Linked DNA regions of Sus scrofa: regions 1, 3 and 4 are each linked to region 2. A link is a contact called in public HiChIP or PLAC-seq data. All regions are on one chromosome and are shown on one strand. The core of a region is the stretch at or near the end of the contact, and the rest is flanking DNA. Distances in the headings are between cores, read along the strand shown. Region 1 overlaps LOC110256773 (a long non-coding RNA gene). Region 2 has its middle 320 kb from the start of DIRAS2. Region 3 overlaps LOC110256747 (a long non-coding RNA gene). Region 4 has its middle 77 kb from the start of GADD45G.

The links. HiChIP or PLAC-seq counts read pairs in DNA pulled down with a chosen protein or histone mark.
Region 1: an H3K27ac HiChIP or PLAC-seq map of skeletal muscle shows a contact between it and region 2, with 9 times the contacts expected there. The contact joins two enhancer-like sites. A contact is called at or near these places in 1 of 5 promoter capture datasets (liver), 5 of 47 Hi-C or Micro-C datasets (fetal skeletal muscle, liver, skeletal muscle and 1 more) and 1 of 2 datasets of contacts at active chromatin or transcription factors (skeletal muscle).
Region 3: an H3K27ac HiChIP or PLAC-seq map of skeletal muscle shows a contact between it and region 2, with 9 times the contacts expected there. The contact joins two enhancer-like sites. A contact is called at or near these places in 1 of 5 promoter capture datasets (liver), 9 of 47 Hi-C or Micro-C datasets (embryonic fibroblasts, fetal heart ventricle, fetal liver and 3 more) and 1 of 2 datasets of contacts at active chromatin or transcription factors (skeletal muscle).
Region 4: an H3K27ac HiChIP or PLAC-seq map of skeletal muscle shows a contact between it and region 2, with 6 times the contacts expected there. The contact joins two enhancer-like sites. A contact is called at or near these places in 1 of 47 Hi-C or Micro-C datasets (embryonic fibroblasts) and 1 of 2 datasets of contacts at active chromatin or transcription factors (skeletal muscle).

Annotation. Positions count from the first base shown.
Region 1 is chr14:1,288,832-1,294,937 of Sscrofa11.1, reverse strand. LOC110256773 (a long non-coding RNA gene) reads left to right here. Exons shown (of 3, transcript XR_002338728.1): 3 at 146-253. Among named protein-coding and RNA genes, the nearest start is that of GADD45G, 130 kb to the right of the region's middle. Within about 2 kb of position 4,052, at least 23 of the 83 cell types and tissues checked have an H3K27ac peak or open chromatin away from gene starts, as enhancers often do. A contact at or near this core is called in skeletal muscle and subcutaneous adipose tissue, where this site is marked.
Region 2 is chr14:1,640,403-1,647,342 of Sscrofa11.1, reverse strand. No RefSeq gene overlaps it. Among named protein-coding and RNA genes, the nearest start is that of DIRAS2, 320 kb to the left of the region's middle. Within about 2 kb of position 1,447, at least 10 of the 83 cell types and tissues checked have an H3K27ac peak or open chromatin away from gene starts, as enhancers often do. A contact at or near this core is called in fetal liver, skeletal muscle and subcutaneous adipose tissue, where this site is marked.
Region 3 is chr14:1,376,163-1,383,239 of Sscrofa11.1, reverse strand. LOC110256747 (a long non-coding RNA gene) reads right to left here. Exons shown (of 2, transcript XR_002338666.1): 2 at 3,238-3,596. Among named protein-coding and RNA genes, the nearest start is that of GADD45G, 210 kb to the right of the region's middle. Within about 2 kb of position 2,134, at least 26 of the 83 cell types and tissues checked have an H3K27ac peak or open chromatin away from gene starts, as enhancers often do. A contact at or near this core is called in fetal liver and skeletal muscle, where this site is marked.
Region 4 is chr14:1,239,936-1,246,426 of Sscrofa11.1, reverse strand. No RefSeq gene overlaps it. Among named protein-coding and RNA genes, the nearest start is that of GADD45G, 77 kb to the right of the region's middle. Within about 2 kb of position 4,451, at least 8 of the 83 cell types and tissues checked have an H3K27ac peak or open chromatin away from gene starts, as enhancers often do. A contact at or near this core is called in skeletal muscle, where this site is marked.

The sequences.
Region 1 (6,106 bases), core at 2,803-5,302, 360 kb after region 2:
ATAAATAAATTAATGTCCGTGAGCAGAGAAAGCCTAGTGTATATTGAACACCCACCCCTAACCCCCCCCTAAAGGCCCACCTAGAGTCCTTGGTTGTTGTTTTCTTACTTGAGGCTTCTTTGATTTTTCTCTCCTCCCACTGCAGGCAACATGGGCCCTGGGCCCAGGACCTTGGCCGACAGTGTTATCACCTGGATCCCAGTCTACCGGGGTGATGTCCGGCTTCCCCCACACAACTGAGCTTTCATCCGATCTCCATCCTCAGACTCCGAGGCCCTGAACAAGGTGCACATAAGGGCTCAAAGGAGGTTTGGTGAGCGAGTGAAAAAAAATGATAGGGCCGCGTCAGTGAGTCTGCAGGGAGGTAAAACTTACAGCCCCCCTGAATTCGGCTCCTATGATCGTTTCCACGTTTACAGAGGAGTAAGCTGTGGCCCAGGGAGCTCAGGGCTCTTTGCCAGGACACGACATCTGGTTAATGAGTGACAAAGACAGGATTTAGCCAGGTCTGCTAAATCCACAGTCCATGCCTTTGGGTCAAACAATCTCTGGTACTTTTGACCAAAACCGAAAATGAATTTCAAAAAGAACTATAAGGTCCAAAAGGAGCCTTGGGAAGCAGTTATCTGGTGTGGATGAAATCTCTGTCTTCTTTTACAGGTGACCAAGAGTCAATGATGCCAAAGTTTTTACTTGGCTGGGGAATGGTGAGACCCAAGTGTTATTCTCTGTCACTCTCAGCCCTGTGTCTTTGTCTTCATTCAGTCATTCAACAAGCACCAAGTGCCTGCGATGTAGGTCACGAACTAGGTACTGAGGTTGCACAGATGAAAAGGTGTGCCTGCCTACCTCCAAAAGCTCACTGCTTATCCAGGTGACTGGCACACAAGCCAGCAATTACAATAAAGCATGTAGGAGGCATAAGAGAATTTTGTGCAAGATCTATGCAAAGACTCAAGGGTCAAAGGGAAGAGAGGACACGTGTTCTGTGGGAAGATCAGTGGGTGGGAGACAGAAAGCTTTGCAGAGGGAAGTGTCCTTAGGCTATTTAGCAAAGCATCATGCTCATGGACTGGAAGGTTCCATGCTTGTCCAGCCCTTGAAATTTGACTCTTTTGCAGTCACGTGGGAGATGGCGCATGTTGAATCCTGGCTTTCCCAGTGGTTCCCGTGCCCACCATGCCCTAGGAAATGGAGTAGCAGCACTGCCAGCCCTGCACCCCCCAGGCCTATCTGCATGTTACCACCGCATCTGAGAGGGAGGCCAGGGTGCTGGGAGCGGACCTCCTACTCACTTTGGGTGAGTAAGGAAATGCCTGGTCCCATGGGATCTTCGCATCCCCTTCATCCGAATTCTAAATGTCTCACTTACACAAAGTAATGCAGAATGTTTGCTAAGCCACATGAGTTGGTTTGTTTTGTTTCGTTTCTGAGCACAAGCAAAAGATGTTGGCACTTCCCATTTCTCACCCAGCAAGAATCAACAGTGCTGAATGCTGGGCTCACACATGGAATCTGGGCTTGATTGTTGTTCTGAGTTGCCTGCGAAGATCACGCATGGCAGTAGCATCTCCAGTGGCAAAGAAAAGACAGGCAACTCTGAGCCTGTGTGCCTGTCTCCCCAGCACAGATGGAGTGGGTGAAACACAGTGGTCCCCACACTTGCTGGCAGCAAGGCTGCCCATCCAGAATACGTACTCTGTGGAATCCTTACCTGCTTGGTATGCCTCTTAAAAAAGTATCTGGCTCAGAAGATCACAAAAAAAAAAAAAAAAAAAAAAAAAAAAACCCGGACTAAACAGAAAATAGGAAACTAACAAAAAGTGAAATCATTGTCAATTTCTTTTCCAAAGGACTTTGCTTCCCTCAATGAAATTAACTAGTAGGTAGAACTACCTCTGCTCTTGCTGATTCCATGAAAGTTTCTGGTGTTTTGCTACTTTGCATTCTGATTATGAAAGCTAAGTATGCTCATTTGCCTAAAAAAAAAGCAAAAAAAGATTATCAATTGAATATTGATGACCGTCCCGAAAGTGACCACATCAGGAATTACTACATGCTTCACCACCACAAAAATCCAAGCTCCCCAGAAGAACTCTTAAAGCGCATTTTGGACCAGAGTTTGTCTTTCTGTCCATTGACATTATCTTTTTTTTCTTACTACTATAATTTTTTTTTAATGGCCATACCTGTGGCATAGGGAAGTTCCCAGGCTAGTGTTCGAGTGGGAGCTGCAGCTGCCGGCCTACACCAGAGCCACAGCAGTGCGGGATCCGAGCTATGTCTGCAACCCACACCATATCTCACAGCAACGCAGGATCCCCACACACTGAGGGAGGCCAGGGACGGAGCCCACATCCTCATGGATCCTAGTCGGGAACGTTAACCGCTCAGCCATGAAGGGAACTCCTCCCACGGGGTTTTGAACAATGTCTGTGCATGGATTTCTAAGGCAGGCTGACAAGACCTATAGACCCCTTCATGGAATAGTGTTTTTAAATTAATAAAATGAGGGAGTTCCCTTAATGGCACAGCAGAAACGAATCTGACTAGGAACCATGAAGTTGCGGGTTTGATTGCTGGCCTTGCTCAGTGGGTTGAGGATCTGGCATTACCGTGAGCTGAGGTGTAAGTTGCAGATGCACGTGGCTGGGATCCTGCATTGTTATCGCTGTGGTATAGGCCGGCAGCTGCAGGTCCAATTAGACCCCTAGCCTGGGAACCTCCATGTGCCAGTGAGGCCCTCAAAAGACAAAAAATTAATTAATTAATTAAATTCATAAAATGTGCAGAATTACGAAGGAAACCAATCAGAGTGAACTCGAGCTATAAAAAATAATTGTTATAATTTGAAAGGTTCTTCACAAAGATACTAAATCACGAATCAGGAGTTGCTCTATGAACTACCACATTGAGGCGTTGATAAGCATAAGGGGGAATGTTAAGGTGTCTGCAACAATTGTCCCAAAAGGAGGTGAGCTGTGATCCTGCCGATGGGTGGTCCAAGGTCCCGTCAACAGGGCAGACAGCAATGTGGAAGCGAGAGGCTAGTGAAACGGAAGCCACAGTGCATCCTCATCCACATTCGCAATCCCCACCCCGCCCCCCGAAACATTCCAGTGGCTGCCTAAAGGTCTGTGGACCCAGGATTAAGAAATCCCAATGTGACCTTTTCAACTGCCAGGCCACCGATAAGTCTTTGTGACGGCAGCGTCAGAGAGAAAATTCACAAAACTCCTGCCTCAACTTAGGCCGTAAAACAAAGACTGATATCCTGTCCCAAGTCTCTGACAGGGTTGCCAGCTCTTGACGATTAAAATCCCGGGTCCTTCTGCGAACGTACCTCCCAGCACCCCATCCTCTTTGCACGGAACCAGAGGAAGAAAACACGGACAGAGCGTGGCCCAGAGCCCGGGAATTACAGAAGTCTCTGGAAGATACTAAATCACTCTCCTTGTTCCAAAAGCCCCAAGGACAGCAGAATTATCTGGAAAACAATTTCCCACAAAAGGATTCAGGCTGCCAGGGTGGGGCGGGGGGGAGTGGGGGTTGATTTTCTTATGATGCTGCCTTCAACCTAAGCTTTCTAGACAGGTATGTACCAGCCACGTAATACACTTTCTCTGTAAATCACCACTGTTTTCAAAAGAGAAGATGGTTTTCCCTGTTGCTGCGTGCACATCTGCCAACCAGCAAGAAGAGCTGTACAGAGCAGCTGTGTGTTATTTCCTTGACCTTGCAGGCCGGGATCCTGCTCTTTTACTCGACCTCGGAGCTGCACGACACAGAGCACGGTGGCCTCCACATCTGTCTTCCAAGAACGACGGACACTGTGATTGTCCAGGACACAATGATTTTTTCAAATCAGCAGTGATGTGGGTTATGATCCGCCAAGGAAGGAAAGTCAGCCCCTCTCTCTCTCTCGCTCTCTCAAAGCAACATAGGAATGAAGAACAACAAATTACAAGCTGCTTTTGCAACGTTTCCGTAACACAGGATTCGTCAGCCTGCGTGGCTGGAGTGGCTGGTCCAGGCCCCCTGAGTCATGCCTAGGGAGGACTATTTATAGAATAGATGCTTTGTTTGTACACTCTCCTGTTTCCTGGGCCGAGGCCTTCCTCCACCTGCACGGGGAAAGTGGCTCATCCAAACAGCAGAATCAATTCTTCCTTTCCAACTTTCCCTGAAAACACAAAGAAGAGGAAAGGGCAAACACAAAAGGCGTTTTAACGAAAGGAGTCTTTCCTCTCCAACTAAAAACCCATTCAAATGTTGTTTTCTTCAGCCCCAAAAGGAAAAAAAGAAAAATTCTGGGGAGTTCCCATTGTGGCTTACCGGGTTACATACCCGACTAATATCCATAATGACAAGAGATCAATCCCTGACCTCGCTCAGTGGGTTAAGGATCTGGCATTGCCATGAGCTGTGGTGTAGGTCGCACACATAACTCAGATCCCATGTTGCTGTGGCTCTCTGGCTGTGGCTATGGCATAGGCTGACAGCTACAACTCTAATTCCACCCCTAGCCTGGAAACTTCCATATGCAGCAGGTGCAGCCCTTTAAAAAAAAAAAAAAAAATCCTGGAGCCCTTTTGTGTAATTATTAGGGGTAAAGTGCTCAAATAGCACGCCCTGTGGTCCCTAAGGCTTTGGGTTTCTCAAGCCTCCCTGGGGTGCTATGTGGGGTGTGAGAAGTAAACGGGGCCCACCACCACAGCTGGGCAGGCTCTGTCCCATCTGTTGTGCATATTGGACATTTAAAGAGATGTTTCTGCTGATACACAGGAGTTTGAAAGCCCAAGACTATAGAGTCAAGGGGGCCCTTGGGGCTCTCAGAACACACACCTCTCTCCCCTCATCCTGCATGGTGGCAGCAACAGCAAACCCCAAGGCAGTGAGCAGCCTTCAGCCGGGCCTGCCCACCAGAAGCATCAGTGTCTAGGTGAGACCTAGAGGTGGAAGGAGGCAAGGAAGAACTCCAGTCAGCCTTAAAGAGGAACAATCTCATTGGAGAGAAATAGAGACAACCCAGAGGGAGGCTGCAGGGAAGAGAGCTGTAACAGTGCTGGGCAGCGGGCAAAGTCCCCACGTTGAAGGTGGCCAAGGAGGACAAGGAGCAGACCTGCAGAGGTCAGGGCCAGGCAGGACGCCTCTCTCGTGGACCGCGGTGGACTGGATGTGCACAGGGAACAAGGCACAGGGGGCACCCAACAGCAAGAGCCATGTCGGCGAGACAACCACACACTGATGAAATGGGAGCTGGGAGCCTGAATCACTAGGTTGGGGACAATTGAGAAGCCCTTCCCATCTGAAATGAAGGCACTGGGAGAGCTGGTGGGGAGAGAAAGTAGGTTATTGCACTTTTATCCAGTTAGGCTACATGGTATATATGGTGCACTGCTAGATAGTTTAGATATAGATAGACATATGTATCATACCATATATCATAAGAAAAGAGACTATCTCATAGAAAAGACTTAAACTCGGACCCAGATGCCACAAACTCAAATATTGCACAATAAAAATTAATTTTGAAAGACCAAAGTATCTAAAGTACCAGTACCACACAGCAAAGTGAACCAGTCATACATACAGGCACATTCTTTTTCCATCATACCCAGGAGACTAGATGTTCGTTAGGAGCTCATTGCTTTTCTAAATGTAATAGTTTCATCTACTAACCCCAAACTCCCCACTCGGCGGTACAGCAAGAGCTGGCACCACGTTGTAAATCAACCATACTTTAATTTAAAAAAATAAAAAGTTAAATCAAATTTAAAAAATAAAGTACCAACATGGGAACTTTCTTAGGTAAAAGAAAGCAGCTATCAATTTGTTGTTCGGTAGATAACTAGAAATATCCTTTAAACCAAACTCGACTTGGAGTTATTGGCAAAGCCAGAGAGCAGAACCACACCAGGTGCCTGGATGCTGCCCCCGCACCAGCCCTGAGAACCGTCGCTGCACCAGGGGCTCCAGAGGCTTCCTGTAAACAGCTCCCACGGAGCCCGCAGGAGACAAATGCTCCAGTGTTGACAGAAAGGCAAGTCCTTTCTGTCTAAACAGTGTCCTGCCTGCTGACACTCACTGGGCCCCCAACCACAGA
Region 2 (6,940 bases), core at 198-2,697:
GCAGATGTAGAGCTTTATGCCAGAGTCAGTGACAGGAACCGGAGGCTGGCAGATTGCAGCCCCGGGGCCAAATCTGCTGCTGCCTGTTTGAACATGGCTTGTGAGCTAAGAATGACTTTTGGATTTTTAAATGAATGAAAAAATATGCAATAATATTTTAAATATTATTTTATTTTAATATTATTTTATTATTTTAATCTATTTTAATTTTATTGATTTATTTTAAATATTATTTCTTATAATAAAATTTTAAATATTTTAAATAATAAAAATACTTTTAAAAAATATTTAATTGAATGAAAAAAGAAAAACAATTTCATGACAAATTAAAAAAGGGCATGCAAGTCAAATATCAGTGTCCTTAAGTAAAATTTTGTGGGAATCTGGAAATGGCCACTCATTATGGATTATTTGTGGCTGCCGCCAGGCTACACAGGTGAAGCTGAATCATTGCAACAGAGAAGGTATGGCTCACCAAGCTGAAGGTACTATCTGGCCCCTTCCAGAATGAAATTTGCTGCCCTCTGATGCAGACCACTCCTCAATCTTGACTGGACAATAGGACAACTTTGAGAGTATTTAAAATCTCAGGACTTCCAGACTGAGCTTTATTTCCATGTCTTGGTAAGGGTTACCAAACTGATTGATCTGGAAGCCTGAGCCAGGTGGTTTCAGGAGCTCTCAGAGGGCTTTACTTCCTTGTGAATTTATAATGTCAAGTGGTCCAACCTTCTCCCTGTGACTTTCAGATATTTCCTCTGGCTTGGATTCTTACTACAAGAATGTCTTAGAAACCACACACACACACACACTCACACACATGTGTATACACACATATATACACACAATGCACAGTTCTCTCTCACACGCATATGTATGCACATACACATACACACACCCATAGAGATGATTTTCAGAGCTCAAAAGAGTGGGAAGTAGATTCTATTAATTCAAGAGTCCTTATCCAAATAACACATGTATCTTTTCCCTAAATGGAACCTATCTGGCCCTCGTTTTAAAAAAAAATCAGCAGCTCCTCTTGGATGCAGATATCAGCTTTTCAGATCTCAACGTGGTTTTTTCTTGGATCTGCTTTTTCTACAGCTGAACCTCTGGGTGGCAGCAGAAACTCATGGTTGAGAGTCTTCTTATAGAGTGTGTGTGTGTGTGTGTGTGTGTGTGTGTGTGTGTGTGTGTATCTGTGCGTGAGGCACAACTACTTTAGATGACCAGCTGCCCCAGAAGTGCCTCTTCAAGGCTTTCTTTTCAAGGCAGACCTGTTTGGGGAAGAAGACCCCCGTTCTGCGCTGCTCACCTGGAGGAAGAGATAATCACCCAGACCTTGTGTCCCCCTGCTGACCAGGGCCAGGAACGTGGGGACCACTGTGCACCAGGAGTCCCCAGCAGCGCCTGCCAGCCGGCTCCAGCCTAGGGCTCAAGTGCTGCTACTCAGGTCACCGCTAGGGGGCAGGCGCTTCCTAGAACGCACCTTCTTTCCGTGGAAACTTTCCTCTTTTGCTGCTTTTCCCCACTGGGTCCTTTGCCTTCTCTCATCCACACTGGCCAAGGGGGCTGTATGTCCTGCCTTTTAAATCTGTCTTTGTGGATTCCCGCTGACTGGGAGAGGGGGGTGACCGCACACATGCAGCAGCCCCTCCCCCTACCTCGGGTGTGCGCCCCATTCTTTCCAGTTCCTTTATTCACCTGCCCTCAGCCTTGACCCCCTCTGGTTGTAATAATCATCCATTGCTTTGCTGATCTTCTTCTGAAGCGACAATGGAAAACTCTGGCCCCGCCTTTTTACTGGGACCTGTGATAAGAATGTTATGGGAAAAGGAATAATTAAATGAATTAAATTAACAATGATTAAATTCTCCCAGATTAAAATACCGCTGGGTTTGCACACAAACAAAAGCTTGGATGGTACACAGGTCCCAAGCGAGAAGGCCTGGCACCCCAGTAGGCTTTACTTACTTACTAACTAGCCTCTCTGAGCCCCGCTTTTCTCATCTGCAAAATGGGGCCACGTTGTTTCCCCGGCTATTAGGAGATTAAGTGAGGAAGGAAGGCTTGGTAAACTAAAGCCACAAATGCCGTTCCTGGGCACGCTGACAATGAGTTTCCATACGGATGGTGCCCACCATCTCTGAGCTGCAGCCCCAGGTCCTGACTGAGAACTGGCTCTGCTCATCCTCACCTCCATTAGCCCTAGGAGCTCGGCCCGCTTTCTAGAAGCCCTGGGTCTTTCTGCCCGTGGCACCATCAAAAAGTGAATGAGATTTCCTGTTGTGGCTCAGTGGTAATGAACTTGACGAGTATCTATGAAGTCGCAGGTTCCATCCCAGGCTTCGATCAGTGGGTTAAGAACTGCTGTGAGCTGTGGTGTAGGTGGCAGATGTGGCTCGGATCCTGTGTTGCTATGGCTGTGGCGTAGGCCGGCAGCTACAGCTCTGATTGGATCCCTAGTCTGGGAACCTCCATACGCTGTGGGTGTGGCCCTAAAAAGACCAAAAAAAAAAAAAAAAAAAAAAAAAAGAAAGAAACGAGTGAAACGCAGTGGACAGGTGAAAACCCCTGGCTCCACCACTGGCTGTCCTTCATGCTCCTGGCTGCTGGGTCCCTGGGGTTGCTGTAGGTGAACCACACAGAAGGCGACTCTGGCAGAACTGGGTGTCAGCCCCGGACCGTGTTCTGATGGGAACACGGAGAAATTTGCCCCGGGGTGGCCTCCACATCCGTCCTGCTGCCTTTGTTTATTTGGGAGCCCAGGAGACGGGTCCTGGGCTCGCTCACCCACATTCTGGGCCAGGGCCACTGTACCCACATGCTGCCCTTTTACCTCGGAACAGGCCTTCTGGTGCCAGTGTTCCTTCCATTGTGAAAGATGCCAACTTCTCAGCCCTGGGGATGCAGCTTTCTTCACTCCCCAGCCTGACCCAGAGCCAGGGCGGGAAAGAGGGGCTCTGAGACACCCCATTCTGCTCCCAGGGAACATGACCTTGGTCCTTAATTATTTGAGTCACCTTCAGTCTCTAGGTATCCAGTTTCCTTTTCCCAAGGCTCAGGCTGCAGGTGAGATCCTCCAACATTTATGTACACTGAAGGATTCTTAAGACATTCTATGGAATGCCAAGCTTGGTGACAGCACCAGATTGAGACTTCCTGAAAAGCCAGCAGGGTTTTTTGCTTGTTTGTTTGTGGCTGCAGGAATCTACATCTCCTTCAAGTGTAAAACTATTGAGTCCAGCCCATTTGATCTGCACTGCTCCTTCAGAGGAAAGTAATTACCAGGAAAGCAATCACCTTGCACTGAGCCTGCAAGATTTCCAAGTGATGGTTGGTGTAAAGTGAGATATGAGGGTTTTCAATAGCATATCCGTGTGTGTGTGTGCACATGTGTGTGCATGTGCACATGGGCCCAAAGGCATACAGGCCAGCGTATAAAGGGTCTGTGCTCTCTCTCAGACAGATCAGGACAATCTTGTCAGACTATTAAACAGAAAAAGAACTGGTGTCCTTTCCTCTTGTTTAATTTTCTTCCCTGCCTATTCAAATAATAATGTTAACAACACAATAGTGTATATTATAATAACATTCAAGTGACCTAATGCCAGCAAACGAATCAAACAAAGGTGAGAAAAGATGATCAAGCTGTGCCTCAAACACCGCCTCTGGGCGCACACTGGCTTTCTCCATGGATGCCCTGGAATAGCCTCTGGATCTGGATGAGCATGAAGCCCCAGGCTTCTTGTGTCATGGACCTCCTCCCCCCGGGGGGTGGGGGGGCAGCTGCATGCAGCTAAATGTACTCAGAAAGCACCTGCAGGTCTGGCTTAATGTGCAGGCATTTCGTTTCAGTGTTTAATAGTTTAATAGTCAGTGTTTAAACACTGACTTTGCACGAGATGTAGTCCTCACTGTAACTACAATTACCACCAAAAACAAGTATAAGAGCAACATTTCCCAGGAGCCAGTTAAGACCAGCAGAGCCTTTCTGCACAGAAGTCCCTGGCTGCATCCACAGGTCCTAGGGCAGAGGTGGAGGAGAAGGACCTCGGAGGGGTGCCGCTTGCACCTGTCAGCCTTGCGCTGGCCGCAGAGACAGAGCGGCGGCCAACAGGAGACCTGCGCGGCTGCTGCTGGCTTAGTGATTTGTAAATAATGAGCTCCTGGTGGGAGGCCTGTGCAGTTCAGAGCATATGCTCTGACAGATGGGATGTACAGCAGCGAGTTTGGGGGTACGCTCCGGGGACATGCCAGTCACCAGTGACCACCTTCTGAGAGGGAACCAGCCTTTGGAAAAGGAAAGAGGTTTTAGATAGCCGCTTTAAACACATTTCAGTGCAGGCTGACCTTGTCCACAGTGATTTTTCTACCCGACCCCCCTTGCCCTAGAGCCCAGATTGCTCTAGCTAGACTTCACATCTGTCTGGAGATGCTTCATGCAGGGCACACTAGCCCCATCTGGGGTTCTCAAAGCGGGGTTCCTGACCAGCAGCAGCAGCAGCAGAGGCTGCACCTGGAAACTTGTTAGAAATGAGAATCTGGACCCTCCCCCCACCTGCTGGGTCTGAAACCCTGGTGTGGGGCCCACAGTCTGTGTTGCAACAAGCATCCCAACAGATTCCTAGACAAACTAAAGTGTGGGAATCACTGGACTAGCTCGTCCTCAACTAAGGGATGAAAACATAACCTCCTTTCCTCCTTTGCATCCTTCTTTCTCAGGCCCCACACATGATTGGATGCAAAATGGGATCTGAAGAGATATTTTCAGAGGGAAAGATGAAAAGAAAAGATGGGACTCTGAGACTGTTTCAGCTTCCCTCTTTTTTTTTCGATTTATTATCATTATTATTTTTTAATAGTTAAACTTGGTTGCCGATTGAAATCCTAGAAAAAGAGCACCTGTGTGGGGGTTTATTTTACACACTCCCCCCAGGAGCAAAATTCAGTGCCAGCGGCCAGAGCCCACTCCTCCTACCAGACCCCAGGAAGTGCAGGTCCTACAGAGAAAGGAAGGACTCATGTCAGTCCAGACTGGAATTTGCAAATATTGCATTTGAAACAACAGGATTAAGCCTGCAGGGCTATGGACCTTGCCCATTAAAAAGCAAAGCAAAGCAAAGAAAAACAAGAACCAAACTAAAGCAGCTACTGAGGAATCTTCTGTGGGATCCTGGCTGCAGTTTGGATTAGCGGTGCTTCCATTAGGAAGCCTCCTAACCGAGACACAGAGAGGCTTCTGCTCCAAGACTGCAGGCATTTTTGGGTCCAGACTTGGGGAAAAGCAACTACTGCCAGCATTGACCCTGCGCAGACCCGGTGCCAGGGAGCTCTGTCACCCCACAGCAGGGCCAGGTGTCCACTCCTGCTAGGTAAGCTGAGTGGAACAAAAATGGGCTTTTATTAGGCAAAGGATTTCTCCAAGTCACTTACACTGACTGCGCTTTCTGTTTCTTCATTGGCAAAATGGAGCTATTAATATCTTCCCACAAATACGTTTTGTGAGTGTTAAATGAGTCGTGCCCGGCATCTGGCATCTGGTAGGTGATTATGCCAGTGGTTTGAAAATGTGGGTTAAAACCCATTAGGGGGAAGGAGAATCCATGCAATAAGTCAGGATTCTCAATGATTTATTGGGGATTATTTCATCTTCTCAGAGTCATATATGATATTAATTTGTGATCATTTTGCTTTATCATACTTAATCAGAGTAAGCTTTTTCACGCCACTTTTGTATCATTTGTATGTATTGTACACATGAAATGCAATATGAAATGTGTTTTTTTTTTTTTTTTTTTTTTTTTTTTTTTGGGCTTTTTGCCTTTTCTAGGGCTGCTTCCGTGGCATATGGAGATTCCCCAGCTAGGGACTAATCAGAGCCATAGCCACCAGCCTACGCCAGAGCCACAGCTACGCGGGATCTGAGCTGCGTTTGCAACCTAAACCACAGCTCACGGCAACGCCGAATCCTTAACCCACTGAGCAAGGCCGGGGATCGAACCCACAACCTCATGGTTCCTAGTCGGATTCGTTAACCACTGCACCACGACGGGAACTCCTGAAATATATTTCTTTCTCAGAATTGGAGACCAAAGGTTGGAAAGCTTTGTATTAGCTGATCCATACATGTTAGTTGTTTTCCTCTTTCCTCCTTTGTCCCTTCACATGCCCCCCAGAAGAACAAGGTGGCCCCTTCAATCATCTGGGTATCGAAAAGTGTTCTGCACCCGATTCTGATGTATATGTGTGTGTGTGGGAGGTGTATGGGGGTTTCCCACACTGCCAAGCAACTCAGTTTCCCACACTACCAAGCAACTCAGTCTGACCCTTTCTGCCTGGATATAGCATCAGCTCATACAGGTGAGGAGTTCAGTCCTGCGTGGCTTGCCCATCCCCTGCACACTTCACATTCCTGTCCCCAGGTCCAGGTTGTCCTCTGAGCTTTGGGGCTCTAGCTCAGACTTTCCAATAACCTATTCCTTGGGTTTGATTAATTCGCTAGAGTAGTTCATGGAACTCAAAGAAACATTTTACTTACCAGATTACTTGTTTATTGTACAGTTTCACCTAGATGGAAAAGAGGCAGAGGACAAGACTTGGGGAAAGGGCTTGGAGCTACCATGCCTTCTCTGGGTGGGTTGCTCTCCCCACATCTCCACATGTTCACCAAGCCAGAAGCTCTCTGAATCCCATCCTTTTGTCCTTTGGACTTTTTATGGAGGCATCATTACATAGGCATGATGCTAAGTCATTGCCCATTGGCCAATGATTAAACCTCTAGGCCCCTCCCCTCTCTGAAGGTCAAAGTGTGGGACTGAAAGTTCCCACCCTTTAATCCCATGATGAGTTCTCCTGGTAACCAGCAGCCAAATTTAGGGGCTTTCCAAAAGTCACATCAACATAACAAAAGGCACTTTTTATCACTCTTGTTGCTTAG
Region 3 (7,077 bases), core at 885-3,384, 260 kb after region 2:
GTCCCAGGGGCTCAGCCCAGCTCAGAGGCCAGAACTCAGCTCCGTCAGACCCTGACCACACTCTGTGCTCCTCTGTGCCCCGCCTCTGTTGCCCTGGAAACACCAAGGGCCAGAACTGGGCTTGGGGACATTCTCCATCACTCTGCATGAACGTGCTCACCTCCTTACAGCAGTCAGCGCTTTTCAGGCCCCAGCACTTCCTCCCAGGCCTCTCCTAGCCCAGAGTTCTTGGGGCCCCGCATTTTGTCTGGATAGATGAGGATGGCAATGCCCCAAACTTCTTTGAGGGCTAAGGAGTGAAATTTACCCTGCAAAGCGGACATTCGTAATCTAAGAAGCAGCATGGCTTCCCCAAACCCAGGAAGGTTCATCCCAGATGGGGATGAAGTTGAGAAAGACACAAAGGGCTCGCTCCCCTTCCAGAGGCCAAGCTGCTTCCTATAGCAAGGGAAAGGACCTTCCCACCCCGTTTGTGTAGAGAAGCACGGAGGCCTGTCCTCCAGCAGGGCATGAGGTCAGAGCAGCACCTTTAAAGCTGGGCCACGACCACCTGCAGCCCTTGTGCCCTGAAGAGCACCACTGGCCTCCTGGGCCAGACCCCTGCGCATCAGGGCAGCCCACAGAGCGCATGCCCAAGACCCGCTGAGTCTGGGCACAACAGGGGCACATCAGCCAGGGCAGGCGGGCTTTCTGGAAAGAAAGGTCCCTAACCCTGAGCCTCCATCTCAGGGGCCACCACCTCACCCCTGCCTCAGCCATCGGTGTATGTGAAATCCGCTTTCCAGGAGTTAGCATCATGGCTCAGTGGGAATGAACCTGACTAATATCCGTAAGGATGCAAGTTTGATTGCTGGCCTCGCTCAGTGGGTTAAGGACCCGGCGTTGCCATGAGCTGTGGTGTAGGTTGCAGATGCGGCTGGGATCCCACGTTGCTGTGGCTGTGGTATAGGCTGGCAGCTACAGCTCCGATTCAAACCCTAGCCTGGAAACTTCCTTATGCAGTGAAAAAAGACAAAAAAAAACAAAAAACAAAAAACAAAACCTAGTTTCCCTCTGTGCAGTCCCAAGAGGTTTGCATCTGTTTCACAGGTGGTGTTTAAGTCACAGAACATCAAGGAGGAGAGGAAATGGAGATTGTTGAGCCTGTCCCTGGCAGGGCTGTCTTGCCTGGGACTAGAAATGCCCCCACCTCACCCCATCCACCTTCCCCACCTCCTGCACCCCATTTCCCCCTCCCCCATTCTACCTCCCCCTCCCCATCTACCTCCCCAAACTCCATCTACTTTCCCCACCCCTCCTGCTTCCCCCACCCCATCTTCTCCTGCCCCATCAACCCTATCACCTCCTCTGACTCCCCTTTGCACCCACTTCCCTCGTCCCCTTCCCCTCCCCCACCTCCCCCATCTCCTCTACCCCATATCCCCCTCCCCTATTTCATCTCTTCCCCCAACACACACACACACACACACACACACACACGCGCGCGCGCGCATGCACGTGTGCGTGCACGCGCACGCACTATTGGGTTCCCCCCAAGCCACAGTGGCAGAACTGCTGGAGAACAAAGGCCACCCTGGGGCCACATCTTGGGATCCCTGGCTGTCCCCTGGGGCCAGCCTTGCTCCTGCTCTGAAATGGGCACTGTGGAGCCTTCTCTCCAGCCACCAGGACTTGTGTGCTCCCTGCAGCCAATGACCCTGGGGAGAGGGCCACTCGACCTCTGTGGTGGCCGCCTGTGGCTGCCCTCGGAGGCAAGACCTGCTTTCCCCAGCTGTCACTCCTCCAGGTCTGGAACTGGCTTTCCCCGTGTGTGTTCTTCCAGCATCCACACCCCAGCCAAGCTGCAAGTCCCTCTGGGGCCAGCCCCTGCCCAGCTCCTGGCTGCCTTCCCAGAGCAAGGCGGTGTCCCCATAGCACCCTCTCTCCTAGAGGCCAGGCCTATAAGCTGCCCTCTCAATTTAGCCCGGCAGCCCTGGGAGAGGAGGCCCCTCCCAGTGCAAATCCCAGGCCCCTCCCTGGAATTCAGGAGCTGCCTGGGATTTTTCAAATGGCAGTCCTTCCAGCTGGAAAGTGCATTTGAGTTCCAGCCTCCCCCCAGCAACCCCAGAAGAAGAGACTCAGAGCCCAAGGGAGGCAGCCTCGAGCTCGGAACCGGCAGGTGGGGAGCACAGGATGGCTCCCACCTTAGTTCAGGCCAGTCCGTGACTCCCCCGCAAAGCCACAGGGCCCCTGTGGGGATTCAGACAAGTGTACACAATTCTGGGGGGGTCGATGGCAGAGAACCCCCCACCTGACCGGAGATACTAAATGTGGCTGTTCAGGCAGACTTACTCTCCTACACGTGGGATTTGGCTTCCAGACAGCGGCCTCCTGTCCCAGTGCATGGCCACGGATGATCTGGGCTACTTGTTAAACAAAACTAAACTAACATAAAGACAGGTTTCCCAGCACACTTTGGAGTGAGTAACCCTATCCATCGTCCATATGCCAGGCATCATTCCCCAGCAGCTGGGTGGGGAAGAAAGCTTAATCGCTTTGAACCTGCATAATCTCTGCGCCCTCCAACTATATAAAGGTACAGCTGGGCAAAATGTCATGAAAACATTCGATTCTAGGTAACAGGGTGTCAGATGCCTTGCATGCTTTCTCACATTTCCAGGACACACTCCAAAGAACCCCCTGGCGTGCTGACATCACGTGCTACTCAGAGGACACAGCCACGCCACCCCCCACCACCCCTTCCCCCACTCCTCCACCACCCCTGACCTCGGAAAGATGAAGCATTGTCCATCTTTACCCTGGGGGCAGTGGGGGTGGGGGTGGAAATATGATGGACATAATGAGCTAAAAAATACTTGGTGCCTAGAGAAGTCACTTGAAAGATGAGGGTTCTTAAGGATCCCGCTATTTCTTTGAATTCCCATGGAACTCAGGTATCTAGGTTTCTCCCAAAGCTTTCCTGCCTCTGGCTTTTTCTTTGCTATTTCTAGAGGCAGGCCCGATTGCTGCTGTCAATAGTTTTGACAAATCACGATGGAGCTAAAAGAAGTAGGTGGAAGAGGAACCCTCCGGCCCTTGGTGACAATCACGCTCCTCCTGTTCCCTGAGTCCCCGCCACACGCCTGGCTCTCACACATCCTCCTTTAAAGGCAGACGTCAAGAAGGGGTCATGCTAGGATCTGTGGCCAGTCAGCCCTCGCTCCTTTAGATAAGATGGTTGAATGAGTCACGTAGTGATGCAGAACAACAGTAATTCTTTATTACCTCTCTGGGTTCCTATGAGTCAGGGATTCGAACAGGAAGCAGCAGGTGGCTTGTCTCTGCCCAGTGGTGTCTGGGACCTCTGCTGGGGACTCAACGTCTGGGAGGGACCCCCTGAGGACCAGTCCTTCCTATGTCTGGTGGTCCAGCAGGGCTTCCAGCAGGAACTCCCAACCTCTGCAGGTACCCCCAGCTTGCTTCCAACATGGTGGTGGGGCTTCAAGAGCAAGGGTCGCAGGAGCAAGACAACCAAGAGGAGATCAGGACAGAAGCGACTCCTATCACCATCTCCACCATGTTCTCTTGGTGGAAACATTTGCCAAGGCCTGCTGGGTCTAGAGACAGGGAGCACAGAGGGTCTTCTTCAGTGGAAGAGACCCGGGTCCATGGTAAGCAGGGCATGAATGACGGGATATAGAAAGGTGTGAATGTCTCTAGAAAATCCCATCTACCACAGTGATGAGAAAGCAGGTGCTACGGGGGAGTCCATCCTGTGCAGTCGGCACTACGCAGCCCCGAAGCCCATCAGCCCACCAAGCCTGCCTTCGTTTCCTTCCTTGTCTGGTTAGGAAACCCAGCTCTGATTCGAGAAAACAATTCTTCCTATGGTTTTACCCAGTTGAGAGGGTTTCACCTGAGCGCTCTCTTAGAATTGCTTGTGTGCTTTCTCCAGGATTCTTATCTAGAAGTTTTAGAAAGGAGCAACGACCAGGCCTTCAAGGTGGTCCCATGACTCCTTCCTGACCAGACTCCTGGCTGATGAGAGCAGCTGGTACATCGGGATTCCTGCGAGCCTGCAGCAGGAGCTATGAGGAGTGACAACTGGCCGATTGCTTTACCAAGCTCAAGGTCGGTTCAGAGGAGATGGCTCATCCAGGGCTTGTCACCCACTGAGAGAGGCCAGTGTTGACCCACCCAGGGAGCCACCTCTGAAGCAGAGCAGGAGCTGTCACTGGGCTGAGCTGTTTTGTCGGCCACCCACCCAGGAGGCAAAGATTGTTGCAACCATCCTTGCAGGACATGGATCAGGAGGGTGGGCTTGCCTGAGCCAAGGCCCCCACCCACCTCCTGTAATGTTCCATGCATGCAGGCCACCCCCAGCTGATCTGGAAAAGCCCAGGCTCAGGGGATGAGACTTAGCTGTTTCTGGCCACAATTCCACTCAGACAGCTATCCCGTGTCCCCCAGCTCCAACACAGGAGTCATTCTGTGCTGCTTGTCAGTTTTCAGGATCAGGGACACAGGCAGACAGGTCACACCCAAGTACAGTCTTCATGAAAGCCACCAAGGTTGGAGGCCTGGATCTTTCACAGTGCAGAGTGAACTTGGCGTTCAGTCCATCTATCCCAGAGGCATGGCTCCGGGTGTATAAGCACTCAAATTGTGACTCCCCATCCTACAGAAGCAGAGCTGCAAGACTCAGAGCTAAGGGGCCAGTGGCCAGAGAGGATTTATCACTCTTTCTGGCAGATGCAAATTTGCCTTGATGAAGCCAACACAGGACTGCTGTCTGGAGGGACCACGTGCTGCCAGGCCTTCATCGGCTCCACAGGAAACCCAAGGACACACTGTGTTGCAGGGGGACAGCTTTGAACTCCAGCTGCCACAGCTGGGGGAACATCTGATAGCAGGAAACTATCAACAGCCAAAGAAGGGAGGTCATCTGGCTGAAACTATTCATGCACGCCACCCAGAAGGCAGTAGCAAAAAAAACACTTCTCTCTAATCATCTCTTCTCCTGAATTGTCAGCTTCAGAGGCTGCAGACCAGGAGCAGAAATAAAGAGGACAGGGACGCAGGAGTCGAAGATGAGGCTAAAACCCTCCATCCTTTGTTTTTTATTTATTATTGAGATATAGTTGATGCATAATAGTATGTAAGTGGAGTTCCCATCGTGGCTCAGTGGTTAACTAACCCGACCAGGATCCATGAGGATGCAGGTCCAATCCCTGGCCTTGCTCAGTGGGTTAAAGATCCGGTGTTGCATGAGTTGTGGTGTAGGTCTCAGACGCGGCTCAGATCCTGCATTGCTGTGGCTGTGGTATAGGCCAGCAGCTGTAGTTTCGACTCAACCCCTAGCCTGGGAGCTTCTATATGCCACAGGTGTGGCCCTAAAAAGCAAAAAAAAAAAAAAAATTACTATGTACATTTCAGGTGTGCAATAGGGTGATTCACAAATTTTTTTTTTTTTTTTTTTTGTCTTTTGTTGTTGTTGTTGTTGTTGTTGCTATTTCTTGGGCCGCTCCCGCGGCATATGGCGGTTCCCAGGCTAGGGGTTGAATCGGAGCTGTAGCCACCGGCCTACGCCAGAGCCACAGCAACGCGGGATCCGAGCCGCGTCTGCAACCTACACCACAGCGCATGGCAACACCGGATCGTTAACCCACTGAGCAAGGGCAGGGACCGAACCCGAAACCTCATGGTTCCTAGTCAGATTTGTTAACCACTGCGCCACGACGGGAACTCCTGATTCACAATTTTTAAAGCTCATACTCCATTTAGAGTTATTATAAAATATTGACTATTTTCCCTGAGTTGTGCAATATATCCTGTAGGTTACTTATTTTGTACATAGTAATTTGTGCCTCTTAATTCCCCATCCCTCTCTTACCCTTTTCCCTTGAAACCCTCTGTCCTTTAAAGGGAACAGCGACCCAGACCCAGAAAAAACTCCCTGTTTTTCCTCTGTCAGGAAGTGACTGAGCAGCGCAGGTTTCAGAGAAAAGTCATCCAAGGGCACAAGACCAAACCCAGGCTCCACCTCCCCCAGGGTCACTGAGCTCCCAGAGGTAGGGCGCTAAGATGCTTGAGGGATCCCGGCAGCCCACACTAGTGGCAGTAAACAGTGTCCGGATCTGTGCAGTGGGACTGCTTCCTCCTGTCTTGGCAAACTGCATTCTTGGCAGAATTTCACCCTCTTGCATGCAGGTCACTGTTTGGGGAAGGGTTGCTAAGGTAACCTGGCTTCCACCCTCTGCACAAGAGGTTCCAGAGAGGAGGAAGGGGCATGGAACATGTGACAAGGGTTCTAAAGCAGGAGTAAAGAAAGGAGCTTTGAGGAGAATCTAATAAAATCCAGTGGGGGTAGTCAAGCCCCCAGATGCCAAATGCCCCACAGCCCTGATCTCAGAATCCAAAGCTCATCAACAACATATAGGTTGCTATCAGCACCGTGTTTTCTCTCGGTGTAAATATTTATATCCTTAGCAAATTAAGCTCTAGACTTAACCCAATGAAGGGCATTTTAAGAGGCAATTTTTGGCCATGATGGCTTGACCTCAAGAGGCTGTGTCTCCCCACTCAGATTTTTCCCATCCTACGTGATCTGATTTGACAGCAAGCGTGATCGGGTTAGAACCACCACCACTTTGGTTTGTTGTTGTTGTTGTTGTTTAGTTTCTTGACTATTTTTTTAACTCAATGAATTTTATTACATCTATAGCTGTACAACAATCATCACAACACAATCTTATAGCACTTCCATCCCAAACCCCCCGGCCCATCCCCCCACCTTCAACCTATCATCTTTGTAAAAACCATAAGTTTTTCAAAGTCTGTGAGTCACTACCGGTTCTGCAAAGAAGTTCATTGTATCCTTTTTTAAATTCCATATGCAAGTGATAGCATATGGTGTTGGAAAACACCGCCACTTTGAAGCCAAAGGGTCTGCAGTGTGATGGCGACATATTAGCTCCCCGGGCTGAGGTCCGACCTGACAGGTTGAGGTGCCATCCTCCACACAACTGTCCTCACTGCAGGAGACACAGCCAAAGACTCGGGCAGCTCCGCGGCCCCTGCAGTTCTAACCAGCCTGCC
Region 4 (6,491 bases), core at 3,202-5,701, 400 kb after region 2:
TGGGTCTGGGCAAGCACAGGGTCAGCTGGCCTCACCTGCCTCCAAGGACACCAGAAGCCAGCACTTCGTAAACAAGCCCTCCCTCCAGCCGACATTGTCACCAGCAGCTGGTGCCTTTGTGTTGGAGGTCCCTGGTGTCCTGTAACCCACAAAAGCCCCTGATGCCTGCATCCCTCCCCCAGCCTCTGAGAAGGATGCCAGAGCTGAGGTACCAAGAACGCCTCTGCACAGAATTGGTGGATCTGCCCTGCCAGCCCCACCCATATATACCTGCTTGTCACTAAAGACACCCCCTTCCCAGAGGCACAATGAAGGGCAGAGAAGGTGCTTCCTCTGCTGGTCTTTCCCTTTCCTTAAAGTTGCCAGGGACACACAGCCCCTCCCAGCTGTGCAGGCAGAGCCTTAGCAGGAAAGGACTGCCTGACAACCAGGCACACAAAATGCAAACGCAGTGTGTTCTGTGACATTTCAAGCTGAGGAGTTAAAGAGTCTCAGAGGATTGGAAAATGACCTTATCAAAACATAGCGAAACATCTATTTCCTTATTGATACCTTTTCTTAATTTTTTTTTTCAGTTTGGTAACCCACAGTTTCAATAACCCCCCTGCATCTCCTAAACTTAGAATTCAGTTCCACTTGCCTCAGTAGAACATTTTCAAATATATTTCAGGAAGTTCTCATGGTGGCTCAGTGGAAATGAATCTAACTAGTATCCATGAGGATGCAGGTTAGATCCCTGGCCTCACTCAGTGGGTTAAGGAATGGGCATTGCTGTGAGTTGTGGTGTAAGTCGCAGATACAGCTCAGATCTGGGTTGCTGTGGCTGTGGTATAGGCAGGTAGCTGTAACTCTGATTTGACCCCTAGCCTGGGAACCTCCATATGCTGTGGGTGTGGTCCTAAAAAACAAAAACAAAACCAATACATTTCATATACATGTGAGACTGAGTTTTGCATGAGACGTAGTTGGGCACACACCCAGCAAGCTCCCTTTCATCATCTGGGCTGATGTGGCCTGAATGTTTGTGCCCCCATCCCCCAGTCCACATATTAAAACCCCAGTGGCCAGTGGAATGGTATTTGGAAGTGGGGCCTTTGGGAAGTAATTAGGATTAGATGAGGTCATGAGGGTGGGGCCCCATGATGGGATTAGTGTCCTTATAGGAAGAGAAAGAGACCCTAGGTTGCTCTTTCTGCCATGTGAGGACATGGTGAGAAGCCAGCTGTCTGGTTTGCAAGCCAGGAAGAGGACTCTGTCCAGAATCCAACCAGGCTGGCACCCTCATCTTGGCTGCCCAGCCTCCAGAACTGTGAGAAATGGATGTTTGTAGTTTAAGCCACCTGATCTACAGGTGAGACTAAGACAGGACGTGCGGCCCCATCAAGGGACCTCATTCTACCATTCATCGTGCTTCCCTAAGCCAATGCCTCTGTTGCCTTCCTGTGTGGACAGAACATACTTCCATGAGTTTCACAGCCAGGCTGTGGTTCCCAGAGCCAAGGGAGAGGCTGAGCAGAGGCCTTCGGCGGCATTCACGTCAAAAGAGTTCCCTGCAAGGCAGTGCCCTTATGGCACTCCTGGATGTCCCTGCTCCCCCCAACCCCAGCAACCCCCCAAGGAGCTAGGCAGGTACACAGCCCCATGGCCACTAACTCAGGCAGAGTAACTGGCCAGCTGGTTAGATTCACTTGGGTTCTCTTCTGCGTTATGGAAATCATCCTGCTGCATCTGAGGGTATGTAAAATCATATACAGAAAGTAACAGTTTTCATACCACTCTGCATATCCTGAACAGAAAGCAAAAATAACACGTGGATGCCCCAGAAATCCGGCAAGGAAGTACTGATTAAAATTCAACTGCTGAAATCAATTTAGTAGCACCTTTCACCTGAGGACGAAGGGCTCTGAAAAGACTTCTTGCAGTGCTCATGCTCTGCACCAGCGCCAACCCGGAGCCCTATTGTGTGAGGTTTATGGGAAGGTCTCTGGGTTCTGCATGGCCAAGAACCAGGCTCCACAAAGATGCTCAGTCTTCCTACCAGTGGTGACTGAGAGCAGGTGCTTTCATACTGTGCCCCTTGAGTGCAAACTTCATTGCTGCCACAAGTGCCTTGGCCCTGAGCAAGCACTGGGATGGAGGTTTAAAGGATACCGGGCTCTCAGTATCTGCCTTTGGGTGCTGAAGGCTCAGGCCAGGGTGGCCTCACACCTGACCCTGCCCTCAGGACCACTCTGGGCACAGTGTGTGCAGGTGTTCCGTCCCTGCTCATTTGAAGGACAGAGCCAGGTTGCTGAGGGCAATTTTCCAAGAGCCCTTTGCAGCCCAGAGTGCACATTCAAGACCCCTAAAATAACTTTTTAGAACACAAGACTGTCAACTTCCCCCTCACCTGCCCACAAGGATTCTGATGCAGGTGTTCTGGGCTTTTCTTAATAACCTCGCCTAGGGATGGGATAAATGCAGAGGTGGAAGTGAGAACTAAAACAGCAAAAGGAGTTAAACTTTGCTTAAGCTAAGTAGGAGGGGCAGTTCATTGAATTTGATAATGTGAGAATGAGAATGGAGAGAAAAATGCATCATCAGAAACAGCACCTCAGAGGTAGAGGCCACCCAGGGTGAATGGGGACAGGGGACATCTCCTGTGGACTCATTTCCTTCCTCTGGTTCCCTGCTGAGCCCCACCTCCCACCTCTACCTTAGGCAACAGCTGTAGGTATCTGTCCTTGGCCCCCTGGGACCCTCCCCCTGCCACACCCACCCTCAGGGACCTGCCAGCCTCCCATGGCCACAGCCACCCTTGCTGAAGGGCCCCAGATTGTGGACTTCAGGAGCACCTAGGAGGGTGCAAGAGAGATCCCACAATCTCTGAGCCTCTATTGCCCCTCTTTCGGTCTTCATAGCTTTGAGGACTTGGAGGAAAGTGACCCTAGTACAACAGGTGCCCGTGGCCTCTTCACCAGATTTCCCAGAGGTGAGTGCTGTCACTTTATCCTCCCCTCCCTCCTCCTGGCTTCCTCTTCATCCTCTCTCCTCCTCTCCCTGTCTCTCCATCTCTGTCTCCCTCTCTCTCTGTCTTTGTTTCTCTCTCTCCCTCTGTATACAAATGCATACAGTTTTTTTTCTGAGTAGCATGTGAATCGGTTGCAGAGATGATGATGCCCTTTGCCCCATATACTGTACATTTCCTTAAAGGTCAGGGGCACTCTCTTATGCAACCACAGTACAATCTCAAAATCTTGAAATGAACCGGATACCGTGTTCATACCTAATCCGCAGACTTCAGATTTTGCCAGTTGTTTCAACAATGCCGTTTAAAGAACAGGGCAGTGCGTGGGTGGAACTTAGTTTTTCGGCTGCCTCTCAGTAGGTCCTCAGAGCTTCTCTGTCTTGGGATGACTCAAGGAGTAAGGTTTGAGGAACTTCAAGTCCCCTTCAAGGAGATTGAACTCAAAGCCTCTGGCCAAGAAAAGAATTACCAGACCCTTATCCTCGCCCCACCAGCCTCATTATAATGCAACCTCCCTCCCTCTTTTGAGCAACCTAGCCTACTCCTTCCTGCCCCTACTAGGAAAGGTGTGTAGCCCACTCCTGACCCCGCCCCTATGGGGGCCTTATAAGCCCCCAACCAACCAGCAAGTGTATCGGAACACCCCTCTCTCCCCAACCAATCAGCAGGTCAGCAGGTGTATCCTGAGCCCGCGCCCTCTCCTTGGGCTATAAAAGCGGACATGGACCCCCGCCCCTCACGCCCACCCCGCTACGTGAGACCTGGGGTCAGGCTCTCACTGATTATCAGGAAGCCATCCCACTGCTCTAGCAGCGTCCATCGCATAGCTCAATAAACTCTTTCTTTTCACCTCACTATGCTGGAAAATTCTGCTTTCCGACCCACGTGCACACGCCATGACACAGCTTTCTGGAAATGGCCCTCAGTGTGGTTTGTCTGATGCTTCCTCACAGTTAGCTAGACTATGTCATGCCTTCTGGGCCAGAATATTCCAGAGTGAGGCTGGGGTGCAAGCCCCAGGACCCCAGCCTTGGACCCCCGAGGCTTCGAGGCACGTGATCATTCCTGCCGCATCTTTTCTTTCCTCAGCACCGGGGCCTGGTCCTTTCCCAAGGCTTTAGGGATAAGGTGAGGGCACCGTCATGCTGAAACCCTTCTCAGCTTGCAGGGAGGACCAGGCGCCCCTTCAAGGAGCTGTTTCCTCCACCCATCACTAGTCACCCAGAGGAAACAGCCAGCGGGAAGTGGGACATCCCACCTGGGGTGACAGCCGCAGTGCCCACCGGCCGCCGCCGGCCGCCTCTCCAGCAGTCATCTGTGGCTTCTTGGCTACAAAGCGTATTTAATTTAGCCTGGCACATAAATTAACATCCACACTGCCTGCAGCCAAAGCCTCCTGGAACTGCATTGGTTCAAGGTGGTGGGGGGGGGGGGCGGCCGGGTGCCCTGCTGGACCTTTAAGGGGCCAGGGCTTCTGCACCCGCCGGGCAGGGCCCACGATTGTTATGTAAACACAGAGCCGTGGCGCGGGGTGGCTGGCCCATCTGCTCCAAGGCACACTCCACGGCGCTGCCGCGTGTACTAATCATTTTCCATCCTCTTAGGTGAAAAAAACTTGGACAATGTCAGGGCTCTCAATCTCCCTTTCATTTGCAAACGAGTCATTTCAGCTAAGCGTGGCCCCTATTCTTCTCCCACATTTGTGTTTGTGAAAAGACCCATCTCAAATTTCTGGAGCAGGAGCAGCTGCGCCGAGGCCTCTTTTCACTCAGCCAGGCGCCCCCCCCGGCCCTCTGCCCCCCCCACCCCCACCCCCACCCCCAGCCCTTTTGTCTCGGGCAGAACCAGCCTCCCTCTGACCCCTGGCCAACTCGGAGCCTCCTCCTTTGTCAGCATCCCCAGACAAGTTTCACCCTAAATCAAGCATTGTTTGGGCTCCTGAGGCCAGCACGTGCCCATATCCCCTAATCTTTTAATTTCACCCCAGGAAAAGGCAGCTGTTAGTGATACCCAGCTGTCGCGGGGCCTGCCGCAGGCCCTGGGAACAATGACAAAGGAGGAGGGAAGGCGCAGCCTGAAGTAATATGTACATCTCTCCTTGCTTGCTTCTTAGGGGTGGTGCTTTTTTCTTTTCGCAACAGTTGGCAGCACGTGCTGTGAAATGCACGTGCTTGGAAAGTTCCCCCCCCAGCACCGTTTTTTTGTTGTTGTTGTTGTTGTTGGGGTTTTTTTTGTTTTGCCTAAGCCTGTTTGCTGCCCCTCTGGTTTACACTTGGGCTCTTTGGAACACCAAGCCTACTGAGATCCCTGGCGTGTGTCCTTATCCCTTTGTGGCAAAAATGATCATCTGATAAATTACAGGGCAGACCCCAGATGGGGAGACAGTGGCTGCAGGCTCACAGCCCATGCTCCACACGGGCATCAAGTGGAGGGCAGGGAGAGGGCCTTCAATTGCGTCAGTGCTTTTCAGGAGTCATGGCAATAAGTCTCATGTGGGGCCAGGGTCCCCCCATGCCTGTGTGATCAGAAGACAAGATGGTCACCTGGAAATATACACCACCGAGGCCAAGCAAAGCTAGGCCAGTGCTCTGAAGGTGGGCCCCATGAAGGCATTTCTGGGGTACCTCATCTCTGCACACTTGATTTTGTGCATGCGTTTCTCTAGACACACTTGTACCCCAGCAGCCTGAGCACTGAAGAATGAGGGTTGGAAAGACGGACCACTGCCCTGAGCCCTGTCACCTCCCTGGTGCCCCGCTTGTAAAGGCGGGCATCGGAGGGACTTTCCACAGCACTGAAAAGCTAATTTTTTAAATTTTTTAATTCTTTGGCCATGTCTGCAGTATATGGAAGTTCCCCAGCCAGGGATCGAACCCACACTCCAGCAGCGACCTGAATCACCGCAGTGACAAAGCCAGATCCTTAACCTGCTGTGCCACCAGAGGACGCCTACTTTTAAAATTTTATTTCAAATAACTTGAGGGTAAGTGGCCACATGTGGTCGGTGGCTACCATGTGGGGCTGCAGAGCTCAGAGCTATGGCTTCTCAAATACAGCATCACTGAGTGACAGAACATACAGATGCCTGGTCCTATTTCCTGAGGGCCCAATTTCATTCTCCAGGGCAGCCTGAGTACTGGAATCTTCAAATCTCCCCAGGAGGGACCAGAGGAGGAACGGAGTAGGACAGCTCTTCCTTACACTGTCTTGCAGCCTGAGTCTGGGCTTGGCAGAGACGGGCCATGCAACTGGAGAGTGCCTACCTCATTTAGCCATAAACAGAGCTCTCTCAAATGCAGAGGATTTTTTAAAGAATTACCCAGGAGTTCCAATCGTGGCTCAGTGGAAACAAATCTGACTAGCATCCATGAGGACGCAAGTTTGATCCCTGGCCTTGCTCAGTAGGCTAAGGATCCAGCATTGCCCTGAGCTGTGGGGTAGGTCACAAAAGCAGCTCAGATCCTGAGTTGCTGTGGCTGTGGTG